Regions from separate parts of the Macaca mulatta genome. Here region 1 is linked to region 2. The links are chromatin contacts, called in public Hi-C maps. All regions are on one chromosome and are shown on one strand. Each heading gives the region's core, a stretch centred on a gene start, on an enhancer-like site or on the middle of the called end of the contact. The rest is flanking DNA. Distances are from core to core; before and after follow the strand shown.

The links. Hi-C and Micro-C count contacts between places; a contact is called where the count stands out from the background.
Region 1: a contact with region 2 is called in a Hi-C map of fetal cortex germinal zone, with 7 times the contacts expected there. The contact joins the promoter of TSC22D2 here to the promoter of PFN2 in region 2. A contact is called at or near these places in 2 of 14 Hi-C or Micro-C datasets (fetal cortex germinal zone and fetal cortical plate).

What each region holds. Positions count from the first base shown.
Region 1 is chr2:53,433,986-53,436,685 of T2T-MMU8v2.0, forward strand. It overlaps TSC22D2 (TSC22 domain family member 2), which reads left to right and starts at 1,419. Exons shown (of 4, transcript XR_001443148.3): 1 at 1,419-2,700.
Region 2 is chr2:52,993,311-52,996,010 of T2T-MMU8v2.0, forward strand. It overlaps PFN2 (profilin 2), which reads right to left and starts at 1,293. Exons shown (of 4, transcript XM_015131794.3): 1 at 841-1,293. The coding sequence starts at 972.

The DNA.
Region 1 (2,700 bases), core at 169-2,668, 440 kb after region 2:
CATTTTATTCCATTACTTTCGCCCACCCCCTTAAGAAACAGGGATTTTATGTGGTCTTATTTCACATTCTGACTCTAGTCACTTGGGTTTGGAGGGCATGGTTTCCACTAAGATTAAAAGACCTAGTTGTATAAATTACAACTAAAGACCTAAAAAATTCTCTGCAAATTTAATTCTCAAAACACCTTTTGGGATTAAAAAGTATTTCTATTCTTCAAAGATTAGAGAACCGAGTTCAACGATTTACTGATTTAAGTTATCATAATGTGATTGCTAACGCTGCAGTAGATATGAAATCTCGATTTCCATTAAGACTTAGATTTTACCTAAATGATGACTGCTTTAGTATGTCAAAGTTTAGGAGCCCATCCCCATTTTTTTTTAACTGCTTAAAAGAATGGCCTTACCATTTTCTTTGGCCAGGAACTAGCTACAAGATGATAAATTTGCCAGTACTTTCTTTTCATAGTTATGCTTTGTACTGCAACAGGAAAAGGTGCTTTATCACTCGTTATGGTTGTTTGTGGCCCAATCCAAATCATATAACACCCTGGCTGCTACTAACAGTTTTAGAATAAACAAAAAGAACTATAATGCAGTAGGTTCTACATTTATAAAGCCTATAAGCTGATTCCGTGCCGAAAGTAAAAACAGTGTCAGGAGTTTAAATGAATCCTGGAATCACAGCAAATTCAGGAAATTTAGGAATACGTTGGTAACCCTTAAGCTTTTTAAAAACTGACTTCACCCTGGGCAAGTAACCATCCCCTGATGCCGTTGTTGGAGACAGAATTTCTGGCAGGAAGATAATTTTCTGACTCAATCTGGCTTGCTGTTCTTGTTTAATCATCCCCATTTCTCTGAACATTTTACTCCTCTGACGACAATGGTCAACATTTATTTTCAGAAGTTTTAAAGTGATTTAGTTCTTCCAGCCGCATCTCTCTTTATCCCATCTAAGTTTTCCCCAGCCCCCATTCCTATCGCCCTCGTTTCACTAAGATTTTGCTAAACATTAGACACAAGCACATGACCTCCAGTCTTCCAATGTCTCGGAACAAACCGACGTAAAAACATCTGATTAGTTCCATTGTAAGCTTCCCTAGGCTTGGAATTTAAAAATTGTCTTTAGCTCGTCAATTCTTAAAGAACCTTCAACACAAAATTTAAATTTAAAAAATTTTAAATAAAGAAACCGCTCCCTTTTTTAACCTTTAGCTCCGCCCATTGCCCCCCCCCCAAGTTCCACGCGATACTGCAGGAAACCGGAGGGGGCGGAGCGGTGACGTCACGACGCCGGTGCGTCACGGAACGGCGGCGGCTGCGGCGCTGGCGGTAGCTGCGGCAGCGGCGGCATTTTAGTCGGCAGCGGCGGCGGCAGCGGGGCTGCTGCTTCTCCCAGCATCCCTGGCGCGGCCATTTCAGCCCCATCTTGGCCCAGCGGAGGGAGCTGCAGCCGCCGCTTCAGCAGTGTGAATTTCAGTTTCTCCGGGGTTTAGGAATTGGGCGCACCGAGAAGGAGCCGAAGAAGCCACCACCGCTACCTCACACAGCCGGGGTGCCTCCGCTCCCGTGCCAGCGGTCTGCCGCCGCCGCCGCCCCTCTGTGAGAGAAGCCGCGAGGGGAGGCCGAGACCGCCGTCGCCGCCCGCCCGCAGGGGTGGTTCCCCCTGTAAGGGGAGGACCGAGCCGGCTTTCCCCTCCCCCAGAGCGGGTTTCCGCCAGAGAGAGTCGACATGTCCCTGGGGTTGAGCTCCGGCTAGAGCCGGGGAGGGAGGGCCGCCTGCCCGCGCCGCAGCCCCACCGCCCGCCGGCGGACCTTCAGCCAGCTCCGGCCCGCGGCTCCCGGCTGAATCAGGCATCTCCGACTCCGGACTCGCCACTCCTTCCCTCAGTCGGAGAGCCCAGCGCTGACGCCGGCACCGGCCTGAGGAGCCCGAGCGGGGCAGCACCGCCCCTCACGCCGCCGCCGCCGCCACCGCCACCGCCTCCTCCTCCTCCTCCTCCTCTTCGCCCTCCCACTCCCACCCCCAGCCAAGGCCTGCTGACCGCGCCGAGCGCCGAGCTGGACTGACCACGGCTGCCCGGAGACGGGAGAGGAAGCAGCCGGCCCGCCCCTGGGTTCGCGCTCTCGCCGCCTCTGAGGGAATTGAATTGAGGCGCCGCGGCTGCGGGAGCTGAAAAGGAAGGAGGAGCCGCCGCGGGACTGAGACGGGGGCAGAGCCGAAGAGACAGACACAGAGAAGGAAACGAGGAGGAGGATGTCTCACCGGGCGACCAGCGCCTGGATCAGCTCGTGACTCTTACAGCGGCGGGCCTCGGACCCCAGCGCAGACTCGGACTTTTGTCTTTGGGGGCCCGTGCTCTGCCCTCCCTGGTTTCCGGCAGGACCCGGAGGAGCCGGCGTGCCTCTCTGCCCTCCAGCCTTCTTCACCATGTCCAAGATGCCGGCCAAAAAGAAGAGCTGCTTCCAGATCACCAGTGTCACCACGGCCCAGGTGGCCACTAGCATCACCGAGGACACTGAGAGCTTGGACGACCCGGACGAGTCACGTACAGAGGACGTCTCCTCCGAGATTTTCGACGTCTCTCGGGCCACGGATTATGGCCCTGAGGAGGTCTGCGAGCGCAGCTCTTCCGAAGAGACGCTTAACAATGTTGGGGATGCGGAGACTCCCGGGACCGTCTCCCCAAACCTCCT
Region 2 (2,700 bases), core at 43-2,542:
TTGGAGAAGTGAAGTGTGCTCCTGGTCTTCGCAGATAATTGAAAGCCCCCGAAAAGCACCCCTTTTTTCAGCTATGTTGCGTAACTGGGGATAACCGTATATCGATGAATCTCCATATGAGAAGGAGAGAAATCAATGGCAGTTCGCCATCTTGGAGAATTAAAAAAAAAAAAAAAAAAAACAACCTATAGAGCTACAGCTGAAGTCGAGATTCACGAATCCACCTACGCGGTCGGCGCACATCTCTCGCAAGCCCCAGAGGCCTGGACATCGGCAAACCTACGCAAAGTCGCTTCGAGAATCCCGGGGGCCGGGTCGGGGCCACCGCCTCCCACAGCCGGAGGCGCGGGCGGCTAGCTGTCCGCCGAGCAAGAGGCGGCCAAGAAGCCTGGGGACCTCTACCCGGGGCCCGCGCTCCCCGGCCCGGATCCCCGACCCCCGCTTCCACCCCAGGACGTGCATAGCAAACCTCAGGGCTTCAAGAGAACCTAGGGGAACCGCACTAGCAGGAAAAAAGGAAACCCTCCCCTTGCCCTGGCTGGTGCGTGCCCCCTCCCCCAACCCGGGCACCTGGACCCACGCTGGGAACGCCGGGGACGCCCGGCGAGGGCCAGCAAGGAGTCTGGCCGCCGCCCCCGCTTGTCAGCGCAGCCCCGGGTGAGGGGGCGTCTCCGGGCCTCGGCCTCCCAGCCTGCCCGGCAGCCGCATCCTCGGCGCCCGCTGCCTAGCACACCTGCGGGCTCGGCCCTCGGTGTTCCGGCCCCGCGCTGCGGCGCCCCCGCGGCCCGCCAACCCCACTCCGGTGCAGGGACCAGGGTCCCGGCCGCCACTGGTCCTCACCGTAATGCTCTGAAAGACGCCCCCGGCCGTGGCTGCCCAGACGTATTTGGCGTCGCAGTAGCCGACAATGGCGGCCTCCTGGCAGCAGCCATCGCACATCAGGTTATCCACGTAGCTCTGCCAACCGGCCATCTTCGAGCCCTTCGCACTGCAGCGCGGACGGCGAGGAGCAGCAGGCGCGGCGGCGGCGGCGGCGGCGGTAGCGGTAGCGGGCGGCGGCGGCGGCGGCGGCGCGGGGGAAGGCGGGGCGGGGGCGGGGAGGAGGCGGCTCTGCGCAGGCACCGACCGCCCCCCTCCCCGAGGAGCCGCGGAGGGAGGACGCGGGTTCAGCGATGAGGGACGAACCTCAGAGCGCGCCCGGCCACCCGGCCGCCCGCAGCCGCGGGGCTGACTAACCAGCGGCGGGAGGCTGCGGAGCGGCTGTGCCGGTGGTGGTGGCGGCGGCTGCTCCTTACCGCAGCGCCCTTCGTTCTCCGCGGATACGGCGGGGCGTGCGCGCGCGCGTGCGTGCGATCCTTCCGCGGCGCCCTGGCACGGAGGGTCCCGGGAAGGGCGGGGGGAGACTGAGGCGGGGGCGCGGAGGGATACCGCCCCGGGACAATCACGGCCGCCACGTGCGGCAGGCGCCGGCCCGGCGCGGTGGCGTTGCGGCGGATGCCGATCTTCGGATCCCGGGCCGGCGGAGAGGGGTGGCCCCCGCGTCGCTCTCGGCACCCTAGGAACAGCAGCCGCAGGGACGCCTTGGAGCCCCGCGGCCGGGCCGCGATGTGCTTTTCTTCTGTGTCCGCTGCCCGGGATGCGGAATCTTGAGCCTTGGTGTCGGGTTGCAGAGTTGCCCTGGTGACGGGATGCGGAGCGTTTCCTCCTCTTTGTGGTGGGGGCGGCTGGTGGCAGGGTCGCCCACGCTAATCTCCGAGCCCCTAAGGGCGCCCTCTTTCCTGGAGCCCTTTTGCGCCTCGCCCATAAAGGCAGACCCGCGGGCGCGCGCCGGCAACCTGAAATCAGAGCAGGCGTCCGTGGCGCTCAGGCACCTTGCTGAGCTTCGCCGATCTTTCATTGTTGCTTCATTTGGGTACCAAGGGCCTCTCATTCTGTGGATTCTTTGCCTGGAAGAGCCCCCTTAGTGTTGCTAATCACGTGTGTGCTTAAATGGCTCGTAAATTCCGAACAAAACAAATAGCAACCTGTGTTACACTGTTTCTTGGTAACTGGGAAAGTTACTGGTGGCTCGAAGTATACGCAGAAAATACAAAGATTAAAAACTAGGGACGAGTTCACTGAATGAACACCATAACATTTCTGTTCTGCAGGGTAAAATAATTTCGGGACCCAGGTCTGGGCGAGATTTGCATTAACAAGGTAAATGGTGGGTGGAGTGCCTGAGAAGCTATTCGTATCGTCTTTGGTAGCCTCTGGGCACTAGGACTAGACATGGAATTAGGGGTCCCCCAACAAGGACTTCAATTTTAGGTTAATAGAAACCATCTGCCACTTAGGGAAAGCAAGCGCCAAAATGTAGATAAGTTGATGTTCACCCTTAAAGTTACCGGGTAAGGTCATGATTTGTAGGAGGATTAAGGCATGTATCTCTGGAAAGGGCAAGAACGTTGCTTTTAAAAGTCTAATTGGTTCTGAAGTTTGATGTTTTTTCTGCTGATTCCTTTAAAATGTTCGGCTACTAGAGAGAAAAAAGTACAGTAAAAGAACCCCCAAGTCGGAGACCTATCAGACTGAGAATATGTATTTTCTCATGTTCTAAAGATACAGAATACCTGTGTGGTGTAAAATGTGAGCCAAAAATTGTTTCATTTCTCTAAGTGTGCCTCCCACCTAATTTAATTACACTTAATTGTTCTTGTT